Regions from separate parts of the Gossypium hirsutum genome. Here region 2 is linked to region 1. A link is a contact called in public Hi-C data. All regions are on one chromosome and are shown on one strand. Each heading gives the region's core, a stretch centred on a gene start, on an enhancer-like site or on the middle of the called end of the contact. The rest is flanking DNA. Distances are from core to core; before and after follow the strand shown.

Region 1 (5,218 bases), core at 1,242-3,741:
CTTCATTTGCATCCCAGAATGATGGCAGTAATTAAACAACCCAATCAGTCAATTGATGGCTCCTTGAATTCGTTGGACGACCCTATCTCTACGTGAACCAGAAATTTTGGACATCATGTTGAACATATAACATAGTTAAGAAAATGGTAACATCAGACACCATTCAGATACGATATGTTGAGGCCAATCAGAGTTAGACACCACTCACATTCACTTGATTCGATATTACGTTCCATCAGGTACAGGATCATTCCCTACGAATGGCTAAACTCTGTCATCATCTGTAAACTAGCTTTAGCCATAGGTGTAGCATTTTATCACTTCATAGATTACCCTTCAATCACTGTTATTTTGCACTAGAACAACATCCAGTCAAAAACCCTAGAGTTGAATCAAGCGTAAGCGGTCCATCCATCAGAGAAAAATTCTCAAGTCTCAACCTATCTATGTCTATCAAAACCGAATATCGTTGGGGTTTACTGCTTGTTTTGAATTCAGCTAAACCGAGATTGGTGTGCTGGAATATTTATTATTAAAATAAATATTTAGCGCTGTTTAATTTTATAATAAATTAAAGGGTTAATATATAATTTGATTCTTGAACTTGTTCATTTTATGTAGTTGGTCCCTAAATATTTTTTATCTAATTGGTCCTTAAACTTGTATTTCATCAACTATATTAATATTTTTGTACTAACATTATTAGTTGTGCTAACGTGATACAACTAGCTAATCTGGTGATCTCACGTGGTAGCCTCTTAGTGCACCATATGGAAAACATAAACTAAAAATATATATAAATATATAAATTATGTTTCCCATATGTCGTCCTCTAAATTGGTTAGAAATATCATGGCATCATCACAAACTAACGGTGTTAGTGTGGAGGAACCAACTTGATTGACGGAATACAAGTTCAACGACTAATTAGATCCAAAAAGTTAGGAACCAACTAGATACAAATAGATAAGTTCAGGGGCTAAATTATATATTATTCCTAAATTAACTAGTTTTATGTATTTTAAACAGAAATTTGTGTTTAGAATTGAAATAGAAGATGTCGAATTCTCTCTGTGGTGACAATGGGGATGGTTCCTGTTCTGTTGGTGATCGGAATACTAAAAAGGTGCGGTTTAAAGAGACAGATTCAAGGTCGGATCCAGAGATGGTTGTTGATTCGAATCCTTTATCGTCGTTATCCTAGAAAGAGAAGCTTTTCGGTAAAAGATTGCATGATCAAAAAGGGGGAGTAAAGTGGTTAGTCTTGAAACGGATGATGATTTTGCTTTTTCTTGATGGAGATATCAAAAGGTCATCTGTTAACGGAGTTCCATCGATTGAGTTTTTGGATCGGGTTAATCAACTTTTAATCAAAGAAATGTCTACCTGAGTGGTGCTTAAGTTGTTGGGGCAAAACATTAGATTTGCAGCACTCCAAAATCAGATTAATGGATTTCGGAAGCCTTCCATGTCATCCCAATTGATGGATATTGAGAACGGATATTTCCTGATGAAATTCAAGAATTCAGAGGATTATGAGACGGTTTTAACCCAAGGACCATGGATCATTTACGGTCAATATCTGACTGTACAACCCTAGACAACAGAGTTTAATCTCGCACAACCTTACCCGAATGTGGTAATGACCTTGATCAAATCCCCGGGTCTTCCAGGACATTTGTACAAAAAGAGAATACTGTGGGAAATTAGTGGAATGGTTGGCAAGATTGCAAAATTGGATTTCAATACGGATAGCAAAGCGAGAGGAAAATATGCTCGTATGGCTGTTTACGTTAATCTGGGAAAACCTTTGCTTTCACAGGTCCTAATTAATGGAAATATTCAACGCATCGAATATGAATCGTTACCGGTGGTTTGTTTCTCTTGTGGGCGGTACGGTCATTTTAAGGAAACTTGTACATAGGCGAAAGAGGTTGTGACTACTCCGGTCGGAAAAGATTTAACGGCAGATATGGCTATGGCGGATGCTGGTACTGTGGTGGATGAAGGGCCATTTGGACCTTGGATGATAATGGAGTGAAAAATCAGGAGACAACCAAGAGAATCTCGTAAACTTAGAAAGAATACCCCTGGAGGGGGTTTCTCGGGATCCCGATTTAAGGCATTGACCCAGATTGAAGAGGAAGATGATGATACTGCTTTGGAAAAGGAAAGGTCGACGATATCCAAAAATAAGGGAAAGAAAATTTTGGAAAACTTAGCTCAAGAAGATTCGGTTATAAAGAAATGTCTTCCTCAGTGGAGGCTTTCATCAGGTAAGTCGTGGAACCTTTAGCAAGCCAGGCCAATACAGGCCTAATGGATCAAATAAAGTTTCAAGAGTTGAGGGAGATATTTCAAAGGCAATTTGGATTGGAAAACCAGCGACGGACCCATCTAAAAATTATTTGCCAGCAACCGTTCTTGGACAGGGGCCTTTGGTACAAGCCGCTGCTATTGTAACAAACCCAAACACCAAGTGTAATGATATAGGGCCTAATCCAGTGGCCCAGGACACTGACTCCCAACTTCAATCAGTTTCGGCCAAGGCTGCTATTAGTCCCGATGTCTCTTCTGTTAATTCTGTCGGAGATGCGATTGTTTCTGTTAGTGGAGTACTCATGCATACTAGCCTTCATAAAGGCGTTACCACCCATTTTATATTGGACGTTTTGATGGATTCTGGCCTAAATACTGATGGTGTTGTTTTGATGGGTTCTGGTCTTGCTAATGCTAGGGGTGTGGTGCAGGATGAAAATAGGGATTGGATTTTTAGATGTATCCGATATTTGGGAAAATGCTCAGTTTTCGACGCTGAATTATGGAGTATTTTGGATGGCCTCAATCTCATGCAATGAAGAAAACATTGTAGGGTGATAATCCAATCTGATAATTTGGAGGCAGTTAGAGTAGTTCAAGATAGTGCATCAATTATTTCAAATTTTGCTTTAATCAGGAGGATCCAATGCCTTTTGTCTCATGAAGATCAGTGACTTTTAAGACATATACCTAGGGAACACAACCATGCTGCGGATGCTTTAGCCAAATTGACTTTCGAAAGAAAGGAAGACTTGTAGATACTTCATTTTCTTATTAGGGAGATTCAAGTAATCCTAGATGCAGATAGAACTAAAAGTGTTTTATTTCAGAATGCACCCATGTAACTAGTTGTTTATCTTGCTCTAATCACCAAAAAAAATGTGTTTAGAATTTTAACCGAAGTTATATACTTACATGAATGCTTTTATTGATGGAATTTGTTGTTTTTCTTCTATTCTTTTTCCTCTAATTATGTAAATAATTTAAACATACTTCTTCATACTATAATTGATATAACATATAATGTTTAATACATAGTTGATGTATTAGTCTCATTCGCTGTTAATGAACAAGATTAAACCAGCTCATAAATGAGTAAAATAATAGAGTAATTGAAGACTTATAAATAAATATTGATAAGTTTATTTAATTATATTTAAAAATTTTAATTATTTCTCAACTTCTCCCCTATGTATTGACATACAAAAATTTTCTAAATTAGGTTTAGGGATTTTTTTTCTCAATTTAAAATTATTTGATTAATTTTCGATCACCAAATAATTAGAATTATTTTTGAGATTTTTTTCTCATCTCGCTCTCGTACATATATAAACTGAGTTTTGGGATTGTTTTTATTAAATTTAGAAATATTTTAGCCATATTTTTGCTCCATTAAGTATGCTAGAGGATAACCTTACAGATTTAAGACTATTGTAATAAAAATACTTTGTTGGCAAGAACACCCGTGAAAAGTAGAAAACTGAATTTCATAGATGAAAAATTTATTCACTACCGATTTGAGATTAGAAAAAAAAAACCCGAAAACTCAATTTATATACGTGAAAGAGGGAGATGTGAAAAAAAAAATCTCAACCCAATTTAGAGAAAATTTGCTATGTCTCAATATGTAGGGAAGGGGTTGAGAAAATAAAAATGTTAATTAATTTTAATTATAATTAAATAAATTTATTAGTATTTATTTATATATAAGTCCTTAAATACTTTATTATTTTACTCATTAACGAAGTAATTTAAAGTACTTCATTGATGATGTATGAAACTTATGCATTGATGATGCATCAAGTACTATTCCTTAATCTAAATATACTTTTCCGATAACATAATTAATGTTAAAATGTTTTCTCATACTATAATTAATATAAACATGCTTTCTTATTATATAATTAAAAAAAGTTGTGTGTCAAAAAAATTAAGGAAGTTGTTATATGTCCAGAAAATTCTATTAGGATCCGTTTAGGAATTTGAATTTGAATTTAAATTATTATATAAATGATAAGAATTAGATAAAGTAGTTGAGATTCAATCTAATATTAGAAAAATCTAAAAATATTTTAAAATTTTAAAAATTTAATATTAAAAATATTTTTTAAATTAAAAATAAAATTTGAAAAAAAAGGGTCGGGAATAAATCAAACTCGATACCTCGTGGGTTAATGCGCGAGTCTTAAATGAACTTGATTCTTTAAAAAAAATGCTTTTTTCCAAATTTTTATTATTCAACCTATTAAAAAATAAAAACTATTTTTTTATTAAAAAATAATTCTAAGAGATTCTTTTTTTTTAAAAACTCTTCAAACCAAATTCTAAAAATTCGAAATCTGATATTTTGAATTCTCAACAGGAAAAACTTAATTTTCTGTTGTGTTTTAATTCCTCAAAGATGTTTACAGACTACATAACAATTCACCGATGGAAGGATGTTAACTATTATAACTAATGTTGTTCAGTTATTTTCGCAAATAAAGTAAAGAATACTCTATGATATTTTATTACCTTAAAATTAGCACATCAACAAATATGGTAACCAATGTTTTATTACCTTAACTACCACATAAATATAAATAAAAAAATATGGTAAAAAAATATCTATTTGTTATGAAATAATAATAAGATAAAGAATACAAGAATAATAGTTGAGAATAAAGAGAGATTTCTATTGTTTTTCTATCCTTTTCCATAAGTAGTATACTCTTATATATATATAGGGAGATTAGACTCCTCATTTTTTAATACATAAATAGGAAATGAGTTACAATGAGATGAAATGTGAAGAGTTAAGGAAGTTGAAAAGTGAAAGGTTGATTATAATGAGCATCCACTTAATAACATTCATAACACTCCCCCATTGGATGTTCATTGTATAAATGATATGTCTCAT
Region 2 (5,383 bases), core at 2,883-5,382, 170 kb after region 1:
TCAAATTTAACGGTGTTTACCAAACTAGTTGACGGAGAGAAAGTTCGAGTACCAATCTGGGATTAAAAAAACTTTAAAAGGGAAAAGTGGGCAAGTTCATGTACCAATTTTATATTTAACCTTAAATAAATAAAAAAAGTTATTATATTTAAATAACACTATGATAGGTGCAACTTAATAAGCAAATGCCTCTAAAATAGTAGTAAAATTAACAATTAAACAAGAGTTATATAATATCCAAACAATGACAACAAAATAGTAACAATATAATAGTGAAATGACAGCAAAACAATAGGAAAACAACAAAAAAATAGCAAAAAAAATTTTTAAATTCAAGCAGGGTCGAGCCTGAGCCAAAAAACCTTACCCAAGGCCTAACCCGTTTATGTATATATATATGTGCGCTCATGTGTGATCCGAACGAATTAGTGTTGTTGACATTTTTAAAATCTACAATGTTAATTAAACTCAATTTATAATATTATTAAAATAAAAATTATTTATCTTTTAAGGCATCTTAAATACAATATAACAATAGATTATTACTAAAAAAATTTAAACACATTAAATCTATGTTACTTAAGGAATTTGATATGATGAAAATCGAAATTATTAATATTTGGTAACTAAAAATATATATGAAATTTAGTTAGAAATTTGAGATTGAAAATTAAGAGAAAAATAAACTTGAGAATGAAATGAGATTGGGAAGGTTTATATACAGGAGTGCCAAAGGGTAATATTACTTTCTTCTTTTAAAAAAATTGATTTTACCGTTGATAAAAACCAACAGTCACGATTTGCTATGTTTTTTTTTTAGAATTCGGTTTTTATCCTTAATTTTACCGAAAAAATTTGCTAAGGATTGAAATTCAATTTATAGAGCGGCTAGAATTGAAGAATCAAGTTAAATTTTAAGTTGGAGCCGCTTTGTTATGTGTTGCACAGAGTTACAGAAAAGTAGTCTTTCAAATGGCAGCAAAAACCTCCGTGATGTGGTATCAAACATAAAGATGATATTATTTACAGCAATAACATACAGAAGAAGCAGATATTGAAAGGGATCCAACAGTCATGGTACCCCATAAAATAAAAGAGAGGTGAGAGCTCCAAGTTTTCTCAAGCCTTACAAGTAACACAGACGCTAAACAATTTCACACACAAAAAAATAATAATGCTTTTTAGGCAAAGTAATGTGGTGTCAAGATATGGAGTGTCTCCTATCTTTGCTGGGTCTTGTTCGACCTTTGGCACCGGAAGGGACGAAAGGATAAAGCCGTCCGAGCTTCTTGGAAACTGAATTCATAAATGATTTTTTAGGCAAAGGAGGCTTATCAGATGATGGCGTAATACTTCCCATAGGACTGCTTATTGCCGTTTTTGCTGATGTTGATTTTTCTATTTCTTTCAATCTCATTTTCATTTTCACTAGCTCTAGTTTCAAGTCCTGGTTCTCTCTTTTCAAGCTGGACAGTTCACCTGAAACTGGGTGGACATCAGTAGGGTATAAATTCACCTTGGAAGGAATGACAGCAGGGGAATCTCCACTTCCATTCATAACATCTCGAAGGCGTTGCTGCTCATGGTAAAGGACTTGAACCACGGTCTGCACTGGAAGACGGTCATTCTGAGCCGCATGCGCGCAGGCCTCCCTCGAGAGTTTCTGGCAATCCATTAAACTGCAAACTTTCTTCCTCTCCATGTCAGTAATAGTGGGGTGGGCCTATTGATTGTAATCAAATCAGTGAAGGAATATATGTATGGTGGATCAAAAAGATCATAACAATTATATTGAAAAGTTGTGAATCTCGATAGTAGTAATATTATCTTGTATGCAAATGCTTCAAGATCACCATTACTGCAATGTGTACGAAGTCTTGGAATAAAGTTGCAGCAGATTCTTAAGATGGAGATTTATGTACCTTGAGGTAGATATCTATGGCTCTATACATCCCATCCTCTGTTACCCTGGATTGTTCCGGAATGAGTTCAGCAAGACCGATGAATTTCGAGATAGGTAGATTACGGTCAGATGATATTTCAACTAGGTAGGTCTCCATTAGCTTTCCCACCCTTTCCATGTCACTTGGTGGGGGAGAAATGTACTCATCATCTTCTTTGTATCCAAAATGGTGGCCTTCAGTTTCATATTCAACGTAGTTCGTCAAGATCCGCTGCATGGTGTCCACATCAAATAATGTATCCCCGGTAACAGAATATGCAGGAATCAAGAGATCATCCAAAACAGCCTGTCCTAATTGCAAGGCCATCCTTCTCTCCAAATCAAGTCGACAAGCAACAGTTGTTTCAAGGTATATCGCTGCACGAAGCAACACGGATAGAAAGCTTACAGACATTGCATTTTTCTCCCTAGGCAGAAGACTCACTATGGTTTCCAACACGACCCTTTTCTCGTGTTCTTGTCGTGGCTCAATTTTCTTCCTCCCCTTTCCAAATACTTCCTGCATGAAAAAAAAGGAGTCTGCACTTTAGACATCAAACATGTATCTAGTAAAGAAGTCCATCATGTTGGTATGGGTGTCTCACCAAACCTCTAAGAGCCTTTTGTGCATAAAGCATAAGCACTGGACCAAGATCATATTGTTTAAACCCTCTTGCTACCATTGCAATCAGAACCCGTTGGAAGATGTCGATTCGAAGAACAGCTAAATCTTCAGCCCACCAATCGACAATTGGTCTCGAGTTAGTGGTTGTCAAAGAAATGGTACTATCATTGCCACTATCAGACCTGCTAGACATATAAAACTGGCTCTCTTTGCAAGCTAAATACGCGATTGCGTCAATGCACCGGCTCACTAATTTAACTTCCTCTGCAATAGGGAGGAGGCTTTCAGACATATGTAACACAGAAACTGCTCCTGCTAGACTCTTAAGTGCCACTTCATTCAAGTAGGCTTCAGTTCTTCCCACAAGATTTCCGACTGCATAGTCCTCAGTCATCTCGAGATACTCGGCCGCACATCTTAGCATGGCAATGTTTTCGGTGCTTATCTCGAAATTTATCCCATAACAGAATTTAGCTGCTAGTTCAAATGAATCTGCTCCACCTGGAACATTGGGGATTTCTATGATTGAATGATCAGCATCATTGGATTCTGATACAACTTTCCTTACGTATCCAGACTTAGATATTAATGGAAACTGCAATTCAAGTAGGAAATAAGTTCAAAAAGTGCACGGTTCTGCCATAAATAAAACAAAATATAGATGCGAACTTGTCTATAAATGGTACTAAATAAATACGAACATCAACTGTATCCAATTAAGCGACCATGGTTCCAACACTACGGCTGCTTGTCATTCTTGATAAATGGAAATTCATGAATTAAAGTGTTTGATTTCTACCTTATGCAGTGAGAAAGAAACTCCTCCAACTTGGACAGTGACATCACTGGGAATCTCCTGAGAGAAAATCCTGGGAAAAACAACAAAGAGATCAGGTTATCAACTTCAGCAGCCACTTCATCAAAACTGATCCCTGTTACTGAAAGAAAAGGGGATAATACTGATACCACTCGCTGGTTCTCTTCATGGCTGTGGAAAGAAGCTCCTTTTTAGATGACATGTTAAGACTAGTAGGTGCAATCTCCTCCTTAACAAAATCCACCATGTAACGCACTCAACTAATTTTACCATGATCTATCTTATCTCTATCTCCATCAAACCATAGATAATGAGAACCTTGGCAATTGGCAGAGAGAAATTCTGACACGATGCTTATAACTTTACAAGGTTGTAAGGAAGCAACAGAAACATGTCATTTCCTTCAATGTTTTGTCTCTTTTTCTTTTGCCTTGAATGTTTAAATGAGAAGCAGAAGCAGGAGCTATCATCTCTCTAAATCTCTAATGAAACTGCATTATCTAACTTCAGCCTTAAAAAAAGCCATCAGAAATGGGGAATTCCCAAAACTAGGCCTCACAAGGAAACTAGAGGGCAGGATGTACGGTGGACAAGGTTTTAAATGAGTGGCAATTTTGGTAATAGTGGAATGAAATGAGGTGAGTGTATAAGAAGATAGATGAAGATTAACAGCGTGTGGTGTGGGTTGTAGAGATGAGATGGCTTCAACTTCCTTCCTTGGCGGCTAAAGGTCGAAAGCTTGTGAGTGGGAAATATTCCCATCCACAAATGTTCCCATCTCTCTCTGATAAAAGTTTATGTTTTAGTTATTACAGGATATTTAAAAGATTTAATCTTCTAACTATTTTTAAATATGTTACTCTTATATTGTTTTACAGTGTAATAATGGAGAAAACATTTTTGACTACTTTTGTAGTCATCATATTAACATTCCAAGTCTAGCCCTTGTGTAATTGGTGATGTGAGCGACTACTTGTTCACCACTTTAACTAGTCTCCAATCGGCAACAGTAGGAAAATGGAAGGAAAATGTTAGAAAAAGTTTTCCACATTAACAGGCCTAAACTAAAATTGCATCTCTCGTATCCATACATGGGTGAGGTTGAGATGACACATGTCGATGGGTTTCTATTCTGAAAAGTGATAGAAGAGATCAGTTTGTCCCTACATTTTGAAGGCAGCAGATAACTGGGTTTCTATTAAGGTTGGGTAGAAATTCTCCTTAAAAACTAATGAAAAGCATGATCATCTGTTTTACGCAATTTAAATTAAAGGTCCCTTTCATAACGTTGATAGTTGATTTGATCGCCAATCCACGGTAGGATTTGGTATGAAGTAGTGGGATTATTTCACAGCTATTCCGGGCCCCATCCTTTGGATTTCCTGGTTATACCAACATTAAAAGGATTTTTGTATTTAGTTGCAGGCAATTGTCCCATTTTCTCAATTATTATGTTATTCTATCAAATTTTGACTCTTGGTGCATTCAAGTTAAAAGGACTAATGCTAATGGGCACCATAGCTACTGGAAACTTTTACACATTAAAAAGAGGGTAATTTAACCATGAAATGCAAAAGCTTGAGTTATTAAATGCCTTCTTTTAATAATTCCCGGCTATTTCATGAAATATGTAGCTCAATTCTTGAAATTTATTTTTTTTCTCCTTATAACACACTAAGCTGTATTCACCTTGTTCACATCGACACTATTATCTTTGTAAGAAAATGTACGTTGAATCATATTTATCTTTTTATTTAAGGGTTATAGTCATAGAAATATTTTGAATAGTTCTAGACATTTTAATAATTTTAACTCAATTCAGAACAATATTCAAATTTGTAATTAATCAGGCTAATGTGACATTATACAAAAAATGCTTAAATCATAAAATGGTACTTAAATTATACTTTTTTTTCTCAAGTTGCTATTTAATTTTTTTTTTGGTAACATAGTATAGTTTAGTATCACTTGTAACCAAAATTAATTTAGGTACCAACTT

What was found. A called contact is a pair of places that touch in the nucleus more often than the background predicts.
Region 2: a Hi-C map of leaf shows a contact between it and region 1, with 2.4 times the contacts expected there. The contact joins the promoter of LOC107945360 here to the enhancer-like site in region 1. A contact is called at or near these places in 3 of 34 Hi-C or Micro-C datasets (callus and leaf).

Annotation. Positions count from the first base shown.
Region 1 is chrD12:29,362,355-29,367,572 of Gossypium_hirsutum_v2.1, forward strand. No RefSeq gene overlaps it. Among protein-coding and RNA genes, the nearest start is that of LOC121224527, 14 kb to the right of the region's middle. Within about 2 kb of position 2,492, at least 9 of the 9 cell types and tissues checked have an H3K27ac peak or open chromatin away from gene starts, as enhancers often do. A contact at or near this core is called in leaf, where this site is marked.
Region 2 is chrD12:29,526,728-29,532,110 of Gossypium_hirsutum_v2.1, forward strand. LOC107945360 (BTB/POZ domain-containing protein SR1IP1) reads right to left here and starts at 4,133. Exons shown (of 5, transcript XM_016879333.2): 1 at 3,534-4,133; 2 at 3,367-3,436; 3 at 2,548-3,162; 4 at 1,923-2,462; 5 at 997-1,723. The coding sequence starts at 3,631. The coding sequence ends at 1,202.